Regions from separate parts of the Mus musculus genome. Here region 2 is linked to region 1. The links are chromatin contacts, called in public HiChIP or PLAC-seq maps. All regions are on one chromosome and are shown on one strand. Each heading gives the region's core, a stretch centred on a gene start, on an enhancer-like site or on the middle of the called end of the contact. The rest is flanking DNA. Distances are from core to core; before and after follow the strand shown. Region 1 overlaps Rora (RAR-related orphan receptor alpha). Region 2 overlaps Rora (RAR-related orphan receptor alpha).

Evidence for each region. HiChIP or PLAC-seq counts read pairs in DNA pulled down with a chosen protein or histone mark.
Region 2: an H3K4me3 HiChIP or PLAC-seq map of the SCID.adh cell line shows a contact between it and region 1, with 9 read pairs. The contact joins two enhancer-like sites. A contact is called at or near these places in 2 of 484 Hi-C or Micro-C datasets (cranial neural crest and muscle stem cells) and 18 of 115 datasets of contacts at active chromatin or transcription factors (the SCID.adh cell line, bone marrow-derived macrophages, craniofacial prominence and 13 more).

What each region holds. Positions count from the first base shown.
Region 1 is chr9:68,991,715-68,996,037 of GRCm38.p6, forward strand. The region is part of intron 1 of Rora (RAR-related orphan receptor alpha); the gene reads left to right. Among named protein-coding and RNA genes, the nearest start is that of Gm31262, 170 kb to the left of the region's middle. Within about 2 kb of position 2,532, at least 4 of the 459 cell types and tissues checked have an H3K27ac peak or open chromatin away from gene starts, as enhancers often do. A contact at or near this core is called in the SCID.adh cell line, where this site is marked.
Region 2 is chr9:69,298,972-69,303,190 of GRCm38.p6, forward strand. All of the region lies in intron 2 of Rora (RAR-related orphan receptor alpha), which reads left to right. Gm46153 (a long non-coding RNA gene) reads right to left here. Exons shown (of 2, transcript XR_001779364.2): 2 at 1,449-1,684. Among named protein-coding and RNA genes, the nearest start is that of Gm46153, 4.5 kb to the right of the region's middle. Within about 2 kb of position 2,605, at least 66 of the 459 cell types and tissues checked have an H3K27ac peak or open chromatin away from gene starts, as enhancers often do. A contact at or near this core is called in the SCID.adh cell line, where this site is marked.

The DNA of each region.
Region 1 (4,323 bases), core at 1,282-3,781:
TTCAGTTCTACTTGGGACCTTGCCCTGCTTTCCCTCATTGGTAGATTGTGACCCAAACATGTAAGCCCAATAAATCCCTTCCTTCCCAAGTTGCCTTTGGTCATAATGTTTATCACAGCAATAGAAAACAAACCAGAAGGCTAGTATATTTTTTCTGTGAGTAATATTTCATATTCTTGTACATAAACCCTTGACATACTTTGACTCTGCGGGTTGAATTTCTTACAAGGTTAGTGCGATGAAAGTAGGACATTTTAAGGACTGACTTATGTTATTAGCATGTTTTCTAGGAGGATTTCTCCTGCATCGTTTGCCCATCTCTGTCCTACCAGTCAATGGAACTGTAGCTATACGTTTGTATTAACAAATATCAACTGGCAAGCTCAGTAGTGCTGTGTTTTACATATAATTCCTTATGTGCTCTTATAAAAGCAGTATACATTTGTTGTAAAGTTAAAAAAAGTGGATTGAAGATATCAGGACCAGGAGTAACAGTTAGTATCTACATATGACAATGATCATGGATTATGTGTAGGAGGTGTGTGTCTTTACAAGCCGTTTTCCCATCTTGGGCTTCATCTACCTTTGAAGCAGCCAAGCCCTTACCATACTGGGCTATCCCCTGGCCAGCTGCTAAGCAAAGTCTGTCACAACTTCTTCTCCTTGTGCTTTGGCCTAGAAGCTGTTTACAGCTGGGTTTTACTTTTAAACCAAATTCAGCTCTAGTATTCTCCTAGAGAACGCTTGGCTGTGACTGATTGTATTAGGTGTGGTACGCTACTTATTCTCACTGATCCCTGTCGAAGGTGAGGGGCATTTCCCACTTTTAACTGTAACAATCCAAAATGTCTTCAAATACTTGCCACTCTGGGGTGGTGGGAAACGGGGTACAAATTGCCCCTGATTGAGAATCATTGTTTCTAGGCTGCAAATAAAATTCCTCATCTGGTAAACGGTGATGTTTATAACAAAACTGGTCTTGTCCTGTTTGCTGGCTTGCTCCACACCACTATGGCCACAGAGAGCCGGTAGAGGTGGGACTGACAGGAAAGGGTACCGCCTGTGATTACTGTCCATGGCATCTCGCTGGGCATAGTTCCGGACACACACACAGAAAGACAATGCTGAACGCCACAGTTAAGTGTCAGGAGTCTGTAAGTGGTGGGTGGGGAGAGAATTACATTTCTTTTGAGATAGTCTGGTTGGAAGCCAATAAAGTGATGAATTATTGAATGGGCTCCCTTTTAAAAAAAATAAACATATTTTTCCTTTTTCTTTTTCATCTGTCCTGTGGCGAACAAGAGGAAGCAGGTGAACAGTTTACAAAGAGTTTCAAATGCTAACTCCCTCTGGTGTGCGACCCCCTAGCTTGATGTGTTATTTCCTTCTTGAGTGGTTTTTAAATGCAACTGTTGTTCAGAGAAAGAGTTACCCTCTTTTCCAACACTTTCTTTTTCATTCTCTTTTTATGGTGTTTATGCGGTAAACGAAAGCCTGGGGGACTGTTAACAATGGCCTGAAGTGCCAGGGTGGCTATGCTGTGTTTTGAATGACTCAGATGCGAGACTGCCAGTCCAGTAGAGTGAGCCCCATCTTATCTTACTATGTGATGGGGCTGAGTTTTAGTGGGTGAAAGCAATGTGTGTTCTGATGGGCGCAGAGGGTATTTCAAAAAAGCATAGTTGATTTTAAACAAAAGGCTTTAAGAGCCAAGCTGTCATCTCTAGGGAAGTCCACCTCTCCAGCAGTGGTGGGTGGGTGAGCCCTGGCTCAGGACTACAGAAGGGGTGGGTATATAGCTTTGGAGGCCATGAGAACAGGTCTGAGGGTCTCATTGGGAAGACAGGAAGGGGTAGCCACAAAACCTCACATTAAAATAAAACAAAACAAAACAAAAAAACCCTAAGAAAATGAAAACTCAGCCCCATGGACAAACCTATATCTGACCCATTTTATCTTTCTATTTCCTAACTTCAAAATTTATAAAAGTCACACAATTTGGGGTGTGTATGTGCATGTGTGTGTGCGTGTGTGTGTGTGTGTGTGTGTGTGTGCACTCTCGTGCGTGCATGCTCCATACACTCTCCATACCCTATCTACTTTGCCAGAGTGTTGAGCCAACCTACAGCAAACCCAGAAACTAAGAGCTAACACTAGATTAGTTCAAATGAAGTTGCTAAGATTCAATGACTCGTTTTGTAACTTACACAAACAACTCAGATCCCTGCTTAGAAACCAGGACAGAGGGTGGCCCAGTGAAGGACACAGTGACAATCCAGTGCCAAGGGGAAGCTGGCAGGGGGAAGGACATTCAGAGACTTGAAACTCAGTGGGGTTGGAGCTTAGTGGGGTCTCAAAAGTATCTAAGGAACCAGAGGATAAACCAAGCTGTGGTTGGTCTGAAGGAAGAGATTAAATCCTTTTTATATCTTCTTCTAAAAGTGATTCTGGGTGCAACTGCCTCACGGGGAAGAGGAGAAGGGTAGATCATGTCTTCAAACACACTCACATGTCACCCTCTAGCACCCCAGCTGCCATGCCTGCAGAGGAGTCAGCCTTTGTGCACGCTTTGAGAAGGAATGTTTTGAAGGGGCACATAGAGAGGGAAGGCTGGGGCTTGCCTTCTTTCAAAACAGACAGTAAAGTTGTCCTTTTAATAGAAAGGGGTTTCTAGATCACTAACGCAAACCCCCGTTCTGCCAGCATATCTGAAACTGATCCTACTGCCAGGATCACATCTGAAGATCACCCGTATTGCCTCATGTCCCTTTTAAGGGGACATTCATCTTGTGCAAAAAGAACAATCGCAAAACCTGTTTTAGGTGTTTGGGGAGGGAGAAGGTTTGAAATCATGGTAAGTGTCACAGTGGTATAAGAAGGGGAGCCTGCACTGGTTGTGTCTACAGTTTAGTTGTCCTTTGTGGTCTCTTGCTTTTCCTTCTCCAAACAGCAGCAGCCTCTAACATTTCCAAACATTTGCTGTGCTCCTGGGGGTGTCCTAAAACTCACACGCTTCCCAACAACTCCATAATGCACACACTACTACAATCATTTCTATTCTACTGAAGAAGGAGCTGGGGTTCTGAAATGTGGGGTGGCAGGGCTTCCCAAGGCCACCTTACTAGTGACTAGCAAAACAACATTGACCAGAGCAGTGTGGGCCCCAGGACCCTTGTTCTTGATCAGGGAACTTAACTGCCTCCCTGCAGAGACGCATGCAATCGTTTGAGGCTCTAGTTTTATGGAGATGAAGTATACACTTCTTACACATGGACACAACTTGAGCCTGTCACATCAAAACTGGGCCTCTATTGAGGCATTGGGAAGCTAAGAAGGTGAAGACCAGTGGAATGACTCCAAGAGCTACTGGGCCATTGATGTCTTAGCCTCAAACCCATAGGAGGCACTGCATGCATTATGCCTGCATGCAGACACTCCATCGATGGGTCTGGAGTTTAAATTCATACACTGAGAAATAATGATTGTAGAAACAAATACAAAGCAGGGGTACCTGGTGGGAGAGCTATGCAGTGGAATATTCTTCGAGCCAATCTGCTGACTTAGGGAAAGGGCATGATCTCTGGATACAAGTTACTCCATAGGGAAAACTGAGCACAGTAGGTCACCATGGTAACATGACCTCCGCTGAGTCCCTGTCTTTGGGGGTTTAAGTTCACAGACAGAGGGTGAACATCAGCAGAAAGCTGCAACATCGTGGAGAAAGTAATGCAAGCGCCAGTTCCGGAAACAGTCTGACTTCAGGGAAGGTCTTGACTTAGTGACCAGATGACCAACAGATCCCTGACACACCGAGGGGGTTGGAACATATGTCTGGGCTCTGAGCTCTGAGTCACAGCAGCCACCCACAAGGTGACAAGGTGTCTACAGCATTTACCTAAGAGCCCAGCAAGGGGGAATTAACTCCATTCCCTTCACATTAGAAAAGTCTATTCATTTAACATAGCCTTCCACCCACTTGATTCTTCCCCAGCCCAAACTCACTTCAGCTTTAGTGTGTGTGTTTTCAACGTGTGTGTACTAGGAAAAGATGTTTGAAGTGGGGTGTTTGACACGTTTCGTTTTCCTTGAATAGAAATGAATACAAATCATATCTCATTAGAGCACGGCTGGTGTATGATTTAGGCAATTTTACCATTATCTGCAAAGAGAAGAAATCATGGCTACATTCAGACATAATTCTGTAGCATAAAAGTGAATGCTGCCTTTATTACTCTGGCTGCTGGCTTTTTCTTTATTTATTTTACTTATGCTTCTGAAGTAGCAAGCACCAGGAACTCAGAGAAGGCCGTCTCCAACGGCTGG
Region 2 (4,219 bases), core at 1,355-3,854, 310 kb after region 1:
GGCTTCCTCGGGGTCCTCTGAAGAGAAATAGAGATGGGAACCCAATGTAAGGGATTTCTGTCATCACTTCAGTAACAGCCACACTTGGAATCGTTTTCTGTGGCCTTGCTAAACACTAGCATGAAGGAGGAAGTGGGTGGAATGTTACCCCCAGATCTCTTAACCCCACGTGACCTAAACAGGAGAGGGTCCTGAGGCAGTCTAGGCAGTCCAATAAGGGCGCTTATGATAATGGCAAAGCTCTCTACTCCTTTTCCTGAATGACACTGTCTGGAGTTCTGGCCTCTGTTTGCAACATTGACTCCAGACCTGTATGTGGGAACTGAATCTCCCAGAGCAGGTGGGGGAGTTGGCCACAGAGTCCAGCCAACTCTAATGGAAACAGCAATGTCTTTCCTGTGTTACCTTTTCTATCTTTTTTTTTTTAATTTAATGTTATTTTTTTCAGCAACAAAGTAAAGATTCCCTACTCCTAAGCTCTTCCTCAGCACTTCCTATGAACAAAAGGGCCTTTCTCCGGCCTAAGCATCCTCTCAGTGTGTCTGCAGTGGCCAAGCTGGGGGAGTGGGGTTAATGACCAGACATCCTACCTCCTACTCCAAATGACCAGACACCCTGTCTCTGATTCCAATAACCAGACACCCTGCCTTTTGTGTAGAGTGAGTTTTCATCTGGAAACGCCAGTAAAGTTGGACTCTGAGTGGTGTGGAGGCAGACAACACTCCAACTGACTCTGGCCCTGGGAGGTGGTTGTGCAATATACCTACCCCATTGCTTGGGGCAGCTTCAATGCTGTGGGCTACTCAGACAGTGGTGACCATGACATATGTAGTCTGTGTCCTTGGTGAGTGTATGCTGTGGTGGGTAATGTTTGAGTAAACATGCCAGCTGCCTTCATATAGGTAACTCCAGCAGCACAACCAGTCTGACAGAAGTAGGATGGCTTGGTGGATGAGCAAAAAGAGAGCTCAGTCACAGGCTTTCCCCAAACCTTGCTAAACGCCCTGCAGCAGGCCTAGAACGGATCTCAGAGGCTCTCTGGTCTCTCAGCACCCAGTATTGTCAGTATATTAGACAGGATGGAACTTTCAAGGTATACAGGCTCTTAGGGATTAGAGAGCTGGAGCTTTTAAAACTTCACACTGCTTACAGAGGACCTGAGTTTTAGTCACAGTGCTCATGCCAGGCCAATCAACCCAATCCAACACGCTCTACTGGCCTCCTGTACTCATGTGCACATACCCCCCACACACATACACACACACACACACACACACACACACACACACACACAGACATGTACTTAAAAGTCAAATTTTAAACAATATATGTGTATTTGTGTGTGCGTGTTCTATTTGAGATTCTGGTGATTTTGGTCTGATGGCCTTGGTGGATCGCATGTGCTGGTAAATTGTAAGCTGCATAGATGATTCTGATTGAGAAATCGCTTAAGTTCAACACCTTTATTTGATGCATGAGTCATCTGGGCCCCCAGTTGCCACACGGTGTTGAGGAGTGGAAAGCCCCAGCCTGCGTGTGGAGGGAAGCGGATGAAGGCATGGGCTCTAGTCTGGATCTGCTGCATGGTAACTGGCAGGTTTTCTTCGCTTGCCTTCTTGCCCTGTTTGTAAAATTAGAAGGTTGTGATTGACAGCTGCCAAGGTCTTTTCCAGAGTTCATGTTTCTATAAGAAAAAAAAATGTTTCCGTTACAGTTGAAAGGTGGGCTGGGGTCTCTCGTTCAAGATGTAGGAAAGGCACACAGAAGCCTGCTGACTTCTTTACTCCCTGTCCCCAACTATAACTGCTTAAGATACTTCAGTCGGCTAACCAGCTCCTTTTGGAAGTGAAAATTCTAAGGTAGAAAGAGGTAATTACTAATGCCAGCTATTTAAATACATTTTAAAACAAGAAGGCTTTCATTAATATTAACAAATATGCCTAAACTTAGTTCTGGCAAATTACAGCCCTGCTTTATCAAGTTCTAGCCCAAAGCCTTTTCCATTTTTGATGGTTGAGTTGAAACCTAGGAGTGGGGTATTAACTGAAAAATGAAGACCACCAAACAGCCTAAACCACTGTATTCCACCGTGATTGTATTCCCAACGGCACACTAAAGCCCCAGATCCCTAAGAGATGTAGTACACCCCCCCATTTCTCCCCAGTGATTAGCAGGCAGAAATGCTGTGCCTCCTGGGCCACCTGCTTAAAAACAAACAAACAAACAAACAAAACAACAACAGCAAACAGAACCAGAAGGAAACATGGAGATCTGTCCCTACTTCATCTGAAGCCAGAAATCCAAAAGAACTTGAGTTTTATTACAATGTTGATCGAAGGAGAAGGGTCTGTTAGACACCAGTTTCCTGTGATGTAAGTGAGGGTTGGGGTGAGGGGATGATATTTGACATTTCCAGAAGTGATTAAACAAAGTTTGGAAAGAAAAATCTGATGGGAGTCAGCACGTGAAATTAGAGTTGTATCTTCAACAGCTCCTTTAAAGACTGAGCACATTGCCTGTTTCTGGTTGGGTAGAAATTTAAAGGGAAAGCCAGGCTTCTATCCAGCAGAATCGTCTTAACAGAAGTTTCCTGTTTCCACCACTGCAGAGAAACAAAGTTGTTACAATGAGTTAAGATGGTTCAAACTTTTGGCAGCCTCTCCGCAGGCCCCTGCCGCCGCCGCCAACTCTTTTACAGTTTCTGTGTCGTTTCAAATGGTTGCTTAGGAGAAATACTGACCAAACTCCTCCTTTTGACTACTAAAATGGCTCAGAGAGTTTCTCGGGATGTTTTTATTTGCTAGAAATTTGTTTTGCAGTTAAGCTTCTCTTGTTGAGGGAGTTTGGTTACCAGCCATCTGACGATGCCTCGCCTCGGGGTGTTTACAGAAAACGTGGGTGCTGCAATTACATTGGAGCACAGCCCTCCCCCACCACAGATAGCATAGTAATCAACAGGAATGGGAAAACATGTATTTAAGGATTTGATGCTTGTAAAAAAGGGGCTGTAAAGGAACATGGTTGTTCAGATGTGAGAAGTGACTGGCGGCTCTCCTTATAGGCATGCTAGTAACAATAAAGTCTCCAAGTTCAACATCAAAGTCATCACGGTTTACTCCACCAGTGACTTGCACATCAAAGGGGAGCTTAAGACAAAGGGAGGAATGCTTTACCTCATGGCCAGATCCTTTAGGGGAGTGGGGGGTGGGGGGATGTGGCTTGCAGTTCCTCACTTCCTAAGGCAGGGCAAATGAGAACCAATTTCCCTCCTACCACTTGCCATTTACTTAGGAAAGATTCCTCACAGGAGAGATCGGATCCTCTTCCTTCAGGCAGCAAACTCGGTACCAAGGTGGGCATCTCAAACTTCACCTAATATGCCACATGAAATCCCCCACCAAATAGGACAGTTTAAACTGGGTGAGCTTGTAGTTGGTTGGTGAATTACCCTTGACAACATAATTTGGGACCTCGGTTTGCAATCTCTCTTCTCTCCTCCTCCTCCTCCTCCTCCTCCTCCTCCTCCTCCTCCTCCTCCTCCTCCTCCTCCTCCTCTCCTTCTCTCTCTCTCTCACTCTCTCATTAACCTTGTGGGTGGAGTCTTGCTGAATCAGACATGTGGTACTTAACAGGTGTGTGTATGTGTGTGTGTGTGTGTGTGTGTGAGAGAGAGAGAGAGAGAGAGAGAGAATGAAATTTAGACCTGTTAAACCAGCTCTTAATTAATCACCGGGTCTATGTCCCTGTTCCCCAACTCATGTCATGTATATTCCAAAATGCTGAGCTTAGAACAAGAGTCAGGAGCTGAAGACACACACACACACCCCTTGAATATTACATTGAAAATAAAACCAGCCATGCAAGTATTAGGGATGGTTTGAAATGATACGCTCTTTCTCTCCCCCCACCCCCTTGCCTTTGAAATGTGAGATTCTTTTATAGTTGAGCTTCAGTAATTTACTCATTTTTAAATGCTATTGAAAAATAGTAAGTAGTGCCCAGTGCAGTCATTAATAAATACAAAGCAGCCTTCTCTGGGCTCTGGGGAAACTTAATCAACACACAGTGTTACTAATTGATGCCATACTGAGCCTGCAGAAGCAACGGATCAGTAAACAGAAGTTAGAAAGCAAGAAGTTAGGGAACTGTAGGGATTATGTCGACATCAAGGGCTGGGAATTATAATAAGGCCTCTCTAGGGGGGTATTCATTTGCATGA